Linked DNA regions of Mus musculus: all the other regions are linked to region 1. Evidence: chromatin contacts called from public HiChIP or PLAC-seq and promoter capture Hi-C data. All regions are on one chromosome and are shown on one strand. Each heading gives the region's core, a stretch centred on a gene start, on an enhancer-like site or on the middle of the called end of the contact. The rest is flanking DNA. Distances are from core to core; before and after follow the strand shown.

Region 1 (2,970 bases), core at 369-2,868:
GAGGTCTGGCTTTATGATCCATTAATAATAGATTTGACATATATATGAATTATATATAGAATTTATATATAGTATATGATTTTATATGTTGTATACAATATACTATACATATAAATGTATACATATATACATATACATATATACATATGTATATATATGTAAACTAGAGCAACTAAGCCACGGAAAGTATGGCTAAGTCCTGGGAGCCTGGTTCTTTGCTGTTCACACCTCTCTATTCTCAGTAATAAAAGAATCTAGACAGCTAGAAGAAACTGAAACTTCAAAAAAAAAAAAAAACTTGCCTAAAAGGCTCTCCTTTGTGCTTGAGGGATGGCAGCACGTTACAAGGATGCCAATAATGCCAGTACATTCAGAGGATCTGAATGTGGAATGAGTGATTCTTACAGAGGGAATTTAACAAGCAAGCATGGTGTAATTAGAAGGCTCTGTGCATGCCTATCATCACCAAAGTCAGGATTCTAAGGCTTTGATTGACCGATTCAAGGGACAGGAGAAAAGGGAAGGAGAAGAGAGGATCCTGTATCTTCTGGAGTCTAAAACAAAGTAGAAGTGGCCTGTGTGTAAGGCTCCTCTGGTAGCACTTATACCCAACAGCCACTATGGACTGAGTGTCTGCAGCTCCCCGAAATGCCTGCAGATTGCCTTGTGGTGAGGAAGGCAGGGTGGGTGGGAGCAACAGCTTCTGGAGGGAGGCGCCCAGCTGCTGGCCGACATTCTAGCTGATGGATGTAGATGAGCAATTCCCTTAAACCACTGATTTTCTGCCAAGGACAGAAAACACTGGAAGCTCATCCAAAAACTCCTCCGCAATTAAAGTGGCAATGAAGTGGTTGGTCACTCTGCCCACCTCCCTTAACAGAGAGGTGACCCTGTTCTTGGTAACCACCTCCACACACAAACCACAAAGAGAGCAAGCACCTCCTTAGACCTGCGCCTTGCCTGGGCCTCACAGCTCACTACAAACCCCGCTTTACTACACACGTAAGAGCTTTCCAAGTAGGGTGCGGACGTAGCTCTTTTATGATTTCTAAGGTTTTCCTCCATTCTCCCTTCCTTAAAACAACAATAACATCAGCAACACCCCCTACTTAAAAAAAAAAAAAAACGGGGGTGGGGGTGGGGAGAGAAGAAATTCCCAGTCTTCCCACCTGCCTTGTCTTCCAATACTCCACCAGAAAGCTTACAAGAACAGGCAGCAGCCAAACACAGGCAGCAGGCCAGTACCTTGACCAGCGCCATCTGGTACCTGTCCACCTTACATCTGCTCAGAGGTGATAGGGTGGCTTCGAAGGACACACTTAAGAGAGGGTGTGATCCGGGTCCTCTGCAACTTTCAGCCTTTCTCTCCAAGTTCTTTACTTGCTCTTCAGATCAGGAGTGCATAGTGAACCCTGCCTAGCCCTTGGAAATGCAGAAGGCACAAAGCCTGCTGCTAGGTTAGCTCCTATCTTAGCCGCCCCTCTAAGCCGAGCGGGCGCAGCAAGGCTCTATCACCAGCAGGGGCCGCTGTTCGCTTGGAGCAGGAGCCGGGCCACCGCCAAGGCCCGCGCCTCCCACGGCCCCTCCGGCCCAACCCGCCAAGTTCCAAGAGCTCCCAGTCGTGCGAGCGCCGGGAACGAGCACTGCCTGGGCAGAACACAGCGCACAGGAGCCAGCTTGCGGCGCGCCCTGAAGAGGTTCTTGAGACACTTACGGACCTGGGACTTTGAAAGGGAGACTGAGGAGCCCTGCGCGCACAAGTGATCAAGCCAGCGCTCCGCCGGGCACCTGTTCGTCCCGCGCTACAGCCACTCTGGTCCCCACCCCTCCGATCCTCGCCTTCCCGGCTCCCGCTTGCTCTCGTGATGAATTCAGTGCTGGGCAACCAGACCGACGTGGCTGGCCTGTTCCTGGTCAACAGTAGCGAGGCGCTGGAGCGCGCGGTGCGCTGCTGCACCCAGGCGTCGGTGGTGACCGACGATGGCTTCGCCGAGGGAGGCCCCGACGAGCGCAGCCTGTACATCATGCGTGTGGTGCAGATCGCAGTCATGTGTGTGCTCTCGCTCACTGTGGTTTTTGGCATCTTCTTCCTTGGCTGCAACCTGCTCATCAAGTCCGAAGGCATGATCAACTTCCTAGTGAAGGACCGGAGGCCGTCTAAAGAGGTGGAGGCAGTGGTCGTGGGACCCTACTGAGTGGCCCTCGGGTCCCCCTCGGCGGGTGCCTCCCTTCTGGCACCTCCAGTACTCCGCCAGCCGCGATGCACCCCTCACCATCACGGACCGAGCAACGCAAACCTGTCGGAGTCAGTTTTTTTCTCTTGACTTCTGCCTTTGGGGAAAAAGTGACCGATTTCTGATAGCTCTTCGAAAGGCCCCAAGCAAGACTGTACAGGAGGAGCGCCCAGACTTCGGGATACAGCAGCAGGTGGCAAAAGCAGGGCGCAGAACTTTGGGAGTGGCTGCTGGCGTGGGATACTGGGAGATGAACCAGGCGGCGAAGGCCCCTTTCCACCTGCAGGTGGGCTCAGCACTGGGGACAGCTTGAGAGGCCGAGCAAGGCGGGGTGTGGATGGGTGTGTATTCAGAGGCCCAGTGACCGGAAAAAGTGACTGTTTATTCGCCACGCTGCAGACCTAATTGGGAAGGAACATAGATGCGTGTGGGTTTTGCGACCTACTAAGAGAGTGAAACTTTGATCGATAGTAACCTGTGGTTTTAGGGGATTTGTGTTAGTTTGCTTGAATACAAATATTTGATAAGTCTTTTGTGTCCTAGTGGCCTGTTTGCCTGCCTGCGGGTTAGAGTTTTTTGTCATTCTGGGAGAACGGGTGGGGGGAGGGGAGTCTGAGACTGTGAATGGGGTAAGTGCTTTCTTTTAGTGCATTTCCAGCTGGGTCTTTATGGGAGGCTAGCGCTCCAGCTACGCCCGGGACAAAGATCCAGAGTAGAATTCTTAGCTCCTGTCTGC
Region 2 (2,991 bases), core at 126-2,625, 940 kb after region 1:
CAAAATAACAAATAGTTAAAGTTTTTATAGTGTGGAGACTTAAAGATACTGTTTAGTGTGTTACTTAAGATACTTAGTAATCACTAGCATAGTAAAGAGAGTTAAAAGATTGACAAATAGTTGAACATTACAATTAGACTTGAGATATTTTGGTAAGGAAAACCTCAGGACTTCTGTGTTTTATGCTTTGGGATGGATGCAGTGGTTGCACACACTTTTAATCCTTGCACGCTGTTGACAGAAGCAGGTGGATCTCTAAGTGCTCACAGCCAGCCTGGTCTGTCCCCTTTCAAGATCCAGGACAGCCAAGGGTACATGATGAGATCATGTCTTAAAAAGAAAAAAAGGAAAAGAGTGTTTTATGGATAAGAGAAAAATAGTCAAGGGAGAAAATGAAGGAACAATTTAAAGATGAGGGCTATCTCTCAAAATCTATGAACGTTCATAATTCAAACACAGATATAAATAGTAACATAAAGAACAGTATTGGAGGGGAAAAACGGGAACAAGTAAGAAAAGATAATACTGAATTAAATCTGAGGTAGAGATCTTCAACCAAGGAAAATGCTGTTGGTGATCACTATTCAAGGGAAAGTAACACTGGTAATTAGTGAATACCAGCTTTAAAGAAGTTATCAACCCTCCTGTGACAATTTTTCAACTGGAAATCCACTATTAGGATGAGACTCAAAAATCAGTGACTTGAGTGAGATATTAACAAAAATATATGATAGAAAGGAGTACATTTAAAAACTCCAGGAAGGAGTTTTTAAACACTTTAAGACTGAAAAGCTTTAAAACCACCTTCGCCGCTTTTGTTGAAAGAGGGAAGTAGCAGTAGGATGTAGGTACATGTTACTCTATAACATTGCTGCCCAGTGTATCCTGTATATGCAACTTAAACATAACCAGTTTCACATTTAGCAATCTAGTTAAACCAATATTTAAAGGCATTCTCTAAACAAGCAGTAATAGATATTTTTAAAAATTTTTAAATTGAGTAAATTTAAAAATTTACTCTGTAAACCAGTCTGGACTTGAACTCACATAGATTGTCTTCCCTCTGACTTTCAAGTGCTGGGATTAAAAGCATGCATTGCCACCATCTGGCAGAAGATCATACTTTATACTAGCCGCAATGTTCAGAAACTGCCTTTTATTGATGGCTTTTTAAATTTTCATTGTAATTTTTTATATCATGTATATGTATGTTTTGCATGCATGTTTATATACATACTATAAGGGCATCATAACTCCTAGAACTGGAGTTTTAGACTGGTAAGCTGTCATTCAGGAACTGAACCTGGGTCCTCTGTAGAAGCAGTGTGAGTCTAAACTGCTGAGTCATCTGTTGCTCCCCAGGCCCAGTAGCTCCTATTGAACAGTGGAGCCCTAGGAATTACAGAACTAAGGACTGGAAGAAGACCAATAGACACTGATAGTACTGAAGCCCCAGTGTGCAGTCCTGACTGTCAGCCACAGGAAAGGAAATGGGTGGTATAGAATAGACAATTTTTTTTTAAAGACAGAATAAAGTTACAATAAGCCTTCTGTTTAAGGAAGGGAAATGGTTGGGAGATCACATAGTGATTTAAATCCTAACTTTCCCAGAAGCTTTGAGGAGAGTAGTACATAACTATATTTGATTTATTTTTTAAAGATTTGTTTTATGTATATGAGTATTCTACTAATTTGTATATACCATTCACTTGCCTGATGTCCACATCACCTGAAACTGAAGTTACAGGTGATCATGAGTCACCTTATGGATGTTGGGAACAGAACGTGGGTCCCATCTGCCCCAAACCAAGAGCCATCTCTTCAGGCCATTGTTTAAAATTAACCTAAATAAAAATATCTAAATGATGCTATTAAAAAAAAAAAGTTTTATACAGGACATGCACATACTCTTTAGCCTCATCATTTGAGAATAGATAATCCCAGTCATTTTAGTATCTTTGGTTTTTGGTTATATACATACACAATATTTTATGGATCTTGTTGTTTTTAACTGGAAGTGGCTTTCTGTCTTAAGGGATAGGTAACTGAAGACTAGAAGGATAGTATAGTCTTTTGAAAGATCTCTTTCTTTGGATGGCTTGTGTATATTATTTATTTGTGGTCTAGAAGTATTTTTGCTGGCACTTTTTACCATGTTTTTCTTGTATTTTACATGTGTTTGTCGCCCGCAGATCTTTCTGGACGAGTTGCACGAGCATGGGCAGCTGCACTCTATGTCCTCTTGGATGGAGCTGTATCCCACCATCAGCTCTGACATTCGCTTCACTAACATGCTGGGTCAGCCGGGTGAGATTCCTTTCTTTCCAAGCATACCTTAGGAGTTGGGATGGATGTGGGTTGGGGTTGGGAACAGCCGTTGGGGGAGGAGAGGTGTGTGCTTTATTTTATGTTTGTTTTACAAACAAAAAGTAATTGCAGCTCTTGGTTAGAGCTAGCTTTTTGACTTCTTTAGTTTTTTCATTAGGATCAACTGCACTTGATCTTTTCAAGTTTTATGTTGAAGATCTTAAAGCACGATATCATGATGAAAAGAAGATAATAAAAGACATTCTGAAGGTAAGTGAACTTGTTCTTAACTATTTGAAAACATTGATTCATTCCTTGCAGTTACATGTTATTTATAACAAGATTTCTGGCTTTTAGGATAAAGGATTTGTAGTTGAAGTAAACACTACTTTTGAAGATTTTGTGGCAATAATCAGTTCAACCAAAAGATCAACTACTTTGGATGCTGGAAATATCAAGTTGGCTTTCAATAGTGTAAGTTAAATTATTTCAGATACCTACCTAATTGTTCATCTAAGAATTACTTCAAGTTGTAGGCTAGTGGGATAAGGTACTGTAAAAGGGATAAGGTATAAGGTAAAGAAAGTAAAACAAACTGTGTAAAAATGTTTCATTGTTAGAGGTTAAATTAAACTTTTATAAGTGATGTTATAATACTTTTAAGAACAATGTCTTGTTTGAAAC
Region 3 (2,700 bases), core at 106-2,605, 580 kb after region 1:
CCAAAAAGGGGGAGTGGGTGGGCAGGGGAGTGGGGGTGGGTGGATATGGGGGACTTTTGGTATAGCATTGGAAATGTAAATGAGCTAAATACCTAATAAAAATGGAGAAAAAAAATTTTCATAAATATAAAAATAAGATTTCATATTATAATACAGTGGGGTTTAATGTACTATTATGATTTTTGGGTCAGGTTTACCAGCATCTGGGCAATTTTAAAATATGTTTAGCCTATCATGCACACACACACACATACACACACCATACACATACCACACACACACAACATATACATATACATACCACACACACAAACACACACACAACATATACATAACATACACACACACCATACACATACCACACACACACATACACACACATTTATAGTAGCCAAACACTGAAAGCAATCTAAAATCAGATAAGTTGTGGAATTTAAAAATTAAATATTATTTAAGTACAAAAAGTTAATGAATTATACCAACACAAATTACCTAGAGAAGTAGTATTGAATGAAAGAAGAAAATTAAAGTATTTTAAATATATCACAATACTGTCCAGGTAAAGTTTTAAAACTATATCATCTGTATGGTGATTTACAATGGCACTGCCAATAGAAAATTAGCATTATGCTTTATTACTGATTTACTTTTGGTAAATATCATTTGCATTTCATGAATAATAAAAAGGGTTTGAGTGTATTGCTGGTTTAAGACAGGTTTTCCTTCTGATTTATGAGAAATAGTAATTGTTTTTTTAAAATTCCCATAAATAAAATATACTTCAGAATATTTCATATCCAATGATTTTCACACGAAAATTTAAGAAATGAATTACTTCAACACATACTATTTTTAAATACAAAAATCCTGGTAAGCCAGAGCTTTAGTATAATCATGGACCTTTATCATGAGGAAATTATCAAACTCTGCTCCCAGAAGCAAGAACACCAACTCATCTGCGGATCTCATCTGTGTAATTCCCAGTCTCCTAACTGAGAAAGAATGAACACTGCAGGCTCACGTGGGTATGGCAGAACTTTTATGCAAATACTCTATTATTTAGCCCATATTCAAACACACCAGAATTTCCACTGAGCTAGAAAAGTGATTTTTACTTTCAAAGTCGTCAGTAAATCCAGGGCTTACAGATAATTGATGAAAGAAAATAATAATAATAATAGTTCATAGTTTCCTTGGTTTTTTTTTCTTTTGTCTGAAATTTAAGCTTCACTAATTACAGTTTCCTTGGAAGCATAAAGGTTTTTTATTATGTCTTGTCACTCTTTAATCTTCATTTAATTATCGTAGATCTGTCTTCAAATGCCTGGTGAGAAAGAGAATCACGGCATGTGGTTGCCAAGGAGAACAGGAAACGCTGCAACACTGGTCTCTGTTCCTATGGTAAAAAACGATCAATATTCCCATGCAGTCTCCCAAAATAGATAAAGTCACGACACAGGAATGCCTTCCCTTGCTAATCACTAAATGTTACAGGTTACAGGAAAGCTTTCCTTTCCCACTGGGCATCACATTCCAACAGCGAAGCTCTTGGGGGCTGCTAATGCCGCCTGCGTATCTCCTGAGACTCAGGCTCCCTAGTCAGAGAGTGATGGCTCAGCTCCTGACAAATCATTAGGGCCTGCGGCTTACTGCCGCACCATGCACATCAATCATTTTGCCTCTCATGCCTTCCAAGAAAACGGCTCTATATACAGGTCCTGCTGAAGAAATTCGCCATGGCTTCCTCGCAGAGAAAGGCAGGTTGTGTGACTCGTATCTCCTGTCCCACTTGGGACAAAGCTAATTGGGAAGTAAGACAAAGCTAATTGGGAAGTGGGTGGACAGTCCGTCTCTCGGATGCCCAGTGGTCTGTAAGCTGGCTTCCTGTGAAAAGCTTAGCTGAGTATTTTAGATCTCGGTTTTGTAGTTGGGAACTACAACGCACATAGGATATCAGAAACTGTTGCTGAACCCCAAAAAAAAAAAAAAAAAAAAAAAAAGTACAAACAGGAGCCCAAGAAACAGATGAAGAACGTGAGAGGTGTAGGTTGTTAATAACACACACACACACACACACACACAAAGAAAGCAAAGCCAAATTTTAGCTTCAAGAGAAGCAGAGACAGGGAGAGGCATTCGTTGGAATGCTGGGCAGAAGCATCAGGGAAACTACTGTTAAAGACCCCACCTTACAATGCACATCTTACACAGATCTTCAGAAGGTAGAGAATTGACAGCTGCCAAGAATAAGAAGGAAATGTGTGTGTGTGTGTGTGTGTGTGTGTTGGGGGGTGGGGGGTGGGGGGGTTCAAGAAGGGAAGATGAAAGACAAAATCATTTAGTCTTATTCCTGAACTCCCAATATGTTCTCTGATTCTCACATCTGAACCCCTCCCAAGTCTAACACAAGAATGATGAATCCTAAGAACAATGCACACACATAGCAGATGTGCACCTTGGTATTCATGTGGGTCCCCAACAACTAGAGCAGGGACTGTCACTGACTCTGTAGCCTGCCTGTGGATCTTGTTCCCCTAACTATGAGCCTTGAGCCTTGTCTGGCCTCAGTGGGAAAGGATGTGCCTAGTCCTGCAGTGACTTGATGTGCCAGGGTGGGTTGAAACTCAGAGGGGAGCCTCCCTCTTCTCTCTTCTCAGAGGAAGAGAGGGGAGGGCAGGGGAGAGGTTTATGAGGGGGGAC
Region 4 (2,982 bases), core at 288-2,787, 650 kb after region 1:
AAGGCATGGGTTTTCTTTGTCCTCATTTTAATCTTTGTTTGTTTTAAAGCTTTGTTTTATTTTTAATGATATATATATTTGTGTGTCTGAGTGTATGCACATGAATGCTGGTGCCCTCAGAGGCCAGATTTGGACATTGGGTCCCCTGAAGCTGGAGTTACAGGAGCTTGAAAGTCAATCAGTGTGGGTATTTGGGTATTAAATTTGGATTCTGTAGAAGAGCAGTAAGGCTCCTTACCCCAGAAAGATCGTTCCAGCCTCTGTTTATTGTTTTGAGACAGCATTTCCATCTGAATCCAGGATGACCTATAATACACTGTGTAGCCCAGGCTTGTCTGAAACTCATGATATTTGTGCCTAAGCCTCCCAAGTGTGGGGCTTACAGGAATAATCCACTATACACACGTTTATGCTTCACAAAATTAAATCTGAAAACTCACTTAAAAAAAGCTCCAGAGAACAACAGAGTGCTATAACAGTATTTAATGAAAACTCTTGCTTTATACTTTGAAAGACATAGCTCCAAAAACCTGTATCCATTTTCAACCCTTTGCCATTTGAAAGGTAAATGTGCTGCATCTTAAATTCTTTCTCATGCAGATGTACAATCTCACTGTATTTCATTGCTAAACTTAATAGTAGATTGCTACACCATGTATAAAATATGAGAATAGAAGAGAACAGGGTGATAATGAGTCTTACCAAGTAGTCTAAGGAATAAAGATAAAGTCATTTGTTTTCTTTCCTATTGCTGCTTCTCTGGTTCAAAGGTAGTGAGAAAATCTAGAGGGGGTGCAAAGTCATCGAGAGGCTCCACCCTCTTATCATTTCCTTAAAGAAAAGAAAGGAAAGTTGGCTCCACTTGGCTCTGAAGGAATTTGAAGCACACCCTTTAAAAAACTACTCTCTTTTCCATGATATTCCCTTTGAGATAGAATTGGATGTTTTTCTAAGAACACACAACATAATCAAACATTTATTGGCTGTATGATTCCTTCAGGTACAGTCAATGTTTCTTTTAAACCTGCTCACTAAACAGGAAATGCTTTTATGGTCCTAGGATTTATCACAGATGCTGTAAGCTTTAAATGATGACCAGAGCTCTATCAACCTGCACTTCCAAACACGGTAGTATAAGTAAATACACATATGACCAGTGGTACCTCTAGTCTCTGCTAATCATTGCCTTCTTTCGAAGGCACATAATATATCTCCTTCTTCATCCTCCTTTTCACTGCTGCATTACCAGCTAGTGTAAGAAGAGATCGTGTGCAGCCAATCTGCTGCCTGTGTCAAGACTCTGTTCAATATTTCAGTGTTTCTAAAACTGATGTGCTGCTAGTCTGATTCTGCCTGCAATCTTGTTTTCAATTTCTATCTGCCTCAGGCATCCTCCTGCTGCCACATAGCCATATGAACCTAACTGCACCACATGCGGTGCCAGATGCTGAAAATGCCAGGATCCCAAATCATGTGACAAGGGGATGATCTGCTCTTTCCCTTATAATTAAATGAGAAACTGTGGGTATATTGTCTCCCGCTTGGACCTATCAGAATAGAGCCAACAGATGTCACTGCACATGACTCACATTAAAGACAAAGCAGAGATGTAAATGTGTCCCCTAAAAAGTGGCAAGGACAAAGGATTTTGTGAAGAAAATCATGTGTTAAGGTAAAAGAAAAGGAGAGAGTGCCTAAGGTAACCAGCTCTTCGTGGCCTCTGTCCAAAGCCACCCTTGCCTTATGTTTAAAACACCTGCCATTTCCTATTATGAACTTCCCAGGCACTGGATTGGCAACAAGCCAGGATTAAACCCACTGGCAACTGTTCATCCCATGTCTATCAGCATGTGCTCTGAAAGGGCCTCAGACCCCTCAGACTTGCCAGCAGCAACAGCTTGTGCTTCCTTTGATAACTGCTACCTCCCAGCAAACAACATTCAGAGCAGAAAGTGATATGAGAACACAGGCTTTCTGTCTCAGCACTCCATTACTGTTAACAAGCACTCTTCTCATAATCGTATAAATCCTGACTACTCCACACCGAAAGGGGGCTTCTCTTAAAAGCAAAACCAAGTAGGGCAAACAAGGTCTGTAGCAGAAGTTGTAGCCATTAGGGCACTGCAGATAAACTGCTGGTAATGGAAACTACAACATGGAACAAGAAGATCAAGAAAAAAGAAAGAAGAAACCTTGAGTTTATGACTTCACTGTAAATATGCTCTAAGTTGCCCGAGATGCCTTGATGCCGATGATTGAACTTGGTATTATCATCTACATTCTCAAAATAGATTTTTTTTTTGGTCCTGGGGTTAGTGCAAGCACCAAATAATCCAAAATACTATGTTAATTTTTTGTTTGATTTTGTGTGAGAGTGTGTGTGTTTGTGAGTGTCTGTGTATGTGTGTCCGTGAATGTTATATTTATGCATATAGGCACACACACCACATCACATATGGGTGAGAGGACTTTCAGAAGTGGATTTTTTTCCCTCCTACTGCAGGTTCCAGACATTGAGCTCAGGTCATCAGAATTGGGCAGCACACCCTCTTACCACATTAAGCATCTTACCAGCACAAGTACTGCATTGTTTAGAGCTAATAACTCAGTTACTGAAAAAAGAATACTTTGAGGCGGATAATAATTTTCAGACATACACATTCCCTTTAAAGAAAATTTGAAATTATTAAGTGGGGATATGCATTTTTGGACAAATGTTCTGACCTTAAATACATTAAGTAGTAATAATGTGATAAATAGTACACCTTCTTCCTCATACGCAAGTCAACAAATGCAATAAATCACATAAATGGACATAAAGTGTTTTTTAAAAATCACATGATCCTCTTAGTAGGTGCAGAAAGGTCTGTTTTTGTTTTTGTTTTTGTTTTTGTTTTAATCTAGCAAGCCTTCATTATAAAAGTCCTAGACTGAACATGTCTCAAGACAATAAAAGCTATATATAAGAAGCACAGACAACAT

What was found. Promoter capture Hi-C pulls out the DNA fragments that hold promoters and counts their contacts. HiChIP or PLAC-seq counts read pairs in DNA pulled down with a chosen protein or histone mark.
Region 2: a promoter capture Hi-C map of embryonic stem cells shows a contact between it and region 1, with 8 times the contacts expected there. The contact joins the enhancer-like site here to the promoter of Rprm in region 1. A contact is called at or near these places in 8 of 39 promoter capture datasets (the 3T3-L1 cell line, cranial neural crest, embryonic stem cells and 5 more), 1 of 484 Hi-C or Micro-C datasets (embryonic fibroblasts), 5 of 115 datasets of contacts at active chromatin or transcription factors (embryonic forebrain, embryonic hindbrain, forebrain and 2 more) and 1 of 9 other capture datasets (embryonic stem cells).
Region 3: a contact with region 1 is called in a promoter capture Hi-C map of hippocampal neurons, with 8 times the contacts expected there. The contact joins the enhancer-like site here to the promoter of Rprm in region 1. A contact is called at or near these places in 16 of 39 promoter capture datasets (the 3T3-L1 cell line, the C10 cell line, the HPC-7 cell line and 10 more), 1 of 15 datasets of contacts at CTCF or cohesin (large pre-B cells), 1 of 484 Hi-C or Micro-C datasets (cerebral cortex), 8 of 115 datasets of contacts at active chromatin or transcription factors (astrocytes, bone marrow-derived macrophages, embryonic forebrain and 5 more) and 1 of 9 other capture datasets (macrophages).
Region 4: an H3K4me3 HiChIP or PLAC-seq map of embryonic forebrain shows a contact between it and region 1, with 11 times the contacts expected there. The contact joins the enhancer-like site here to the promoter of Rprm in region 1. A contact is called at or near these places in 15 of 39 promoter capture datasets (the C10 cell line, the HPC-7 cell line, cranial neural crest and 8 more), 4 of 484 Hi-C or Micro-C datasets (cerebellar granule neurons, cerebellum, cerebral cortex and 1 more), 7 of 115 datasets of contacts at active chromatin or transcription factors (astrocytes, embryonic forebrain, embryonic limb bud and 4 more) and 1 of 9 other capture datasets (macrophages).

The regions. Positions count from the first base shown.
Region 1 is chr2:54,084,200-54,087,169 of GRCm38.p6, reverse strand. It overlaps Rprm (reprimo, TP53 dependent G2 arrest mediator candidate), which reads left to right and starts at 1,618. Exons shown (of 1, transcript NM_023396.5): 1 at 1,618-2,970. The coding sequence starts at 1,866. The coding sequence ends at 2,195.
Region 2 is chr2:53,145,410-53,148,400 of GRCm38.p6, reverse strand. It overlaps Prpf40a (pre-mRNA processing factor 40A), which reads left to right. Exons shown (of 26, transcript NM_018785.3): 17 at 2,193-2,307; 18 at 2,486-2,577; 19 at 2,665-2,781. Among named protein-coding and RNA genes, the nearest start is that of Prpf40a, 44 kb to the left of the region's middle. Within about 2 kb of position 1,375, at least 6 of the 459 cell types and tissues checked have an H3K27ac peak or open chromatin away from gene starts, as enhancers often do. A contact at or near this core is called in embryonic stem cells, where this site is marked.
Region 3 is chr2:53,500,761-53,503,460 of GRCm38.p6, reverse strand. No RefSeq gene overlaps it. Among named protein-coding and RNA genes, the nearest start is that of Gm38481, 190 kb to the left of the region's middle. Within about 2 kb of position 1,355, at least 21 of the 459 cell types and tissues checked have an H3K27ac peak or open chromatin away from gene starts, as enhancers often do. A contact at or near this core is called in forebrain, hippocampal neurons, neural tube and 1 more, where this site is marked.
Region 4 is chr2:53,436,131-53,439,112 of GRCm38.p6, reverse strand. No RefSeq gene overlaps it. Among named protein-coding and RNA genes, the nearest start is that of Gm25898, 160 kb to the right of the region's middle. Within about 2 kb of position 1,537, at least 25 of the 459 cell types and tissues checked have an H3K27ac peak or open chromatin away from gene starts, as enhancers often do. A contact at or near this core is called in cerebellum, embryonic forebrain and hippocampal neurons, where this site is marked.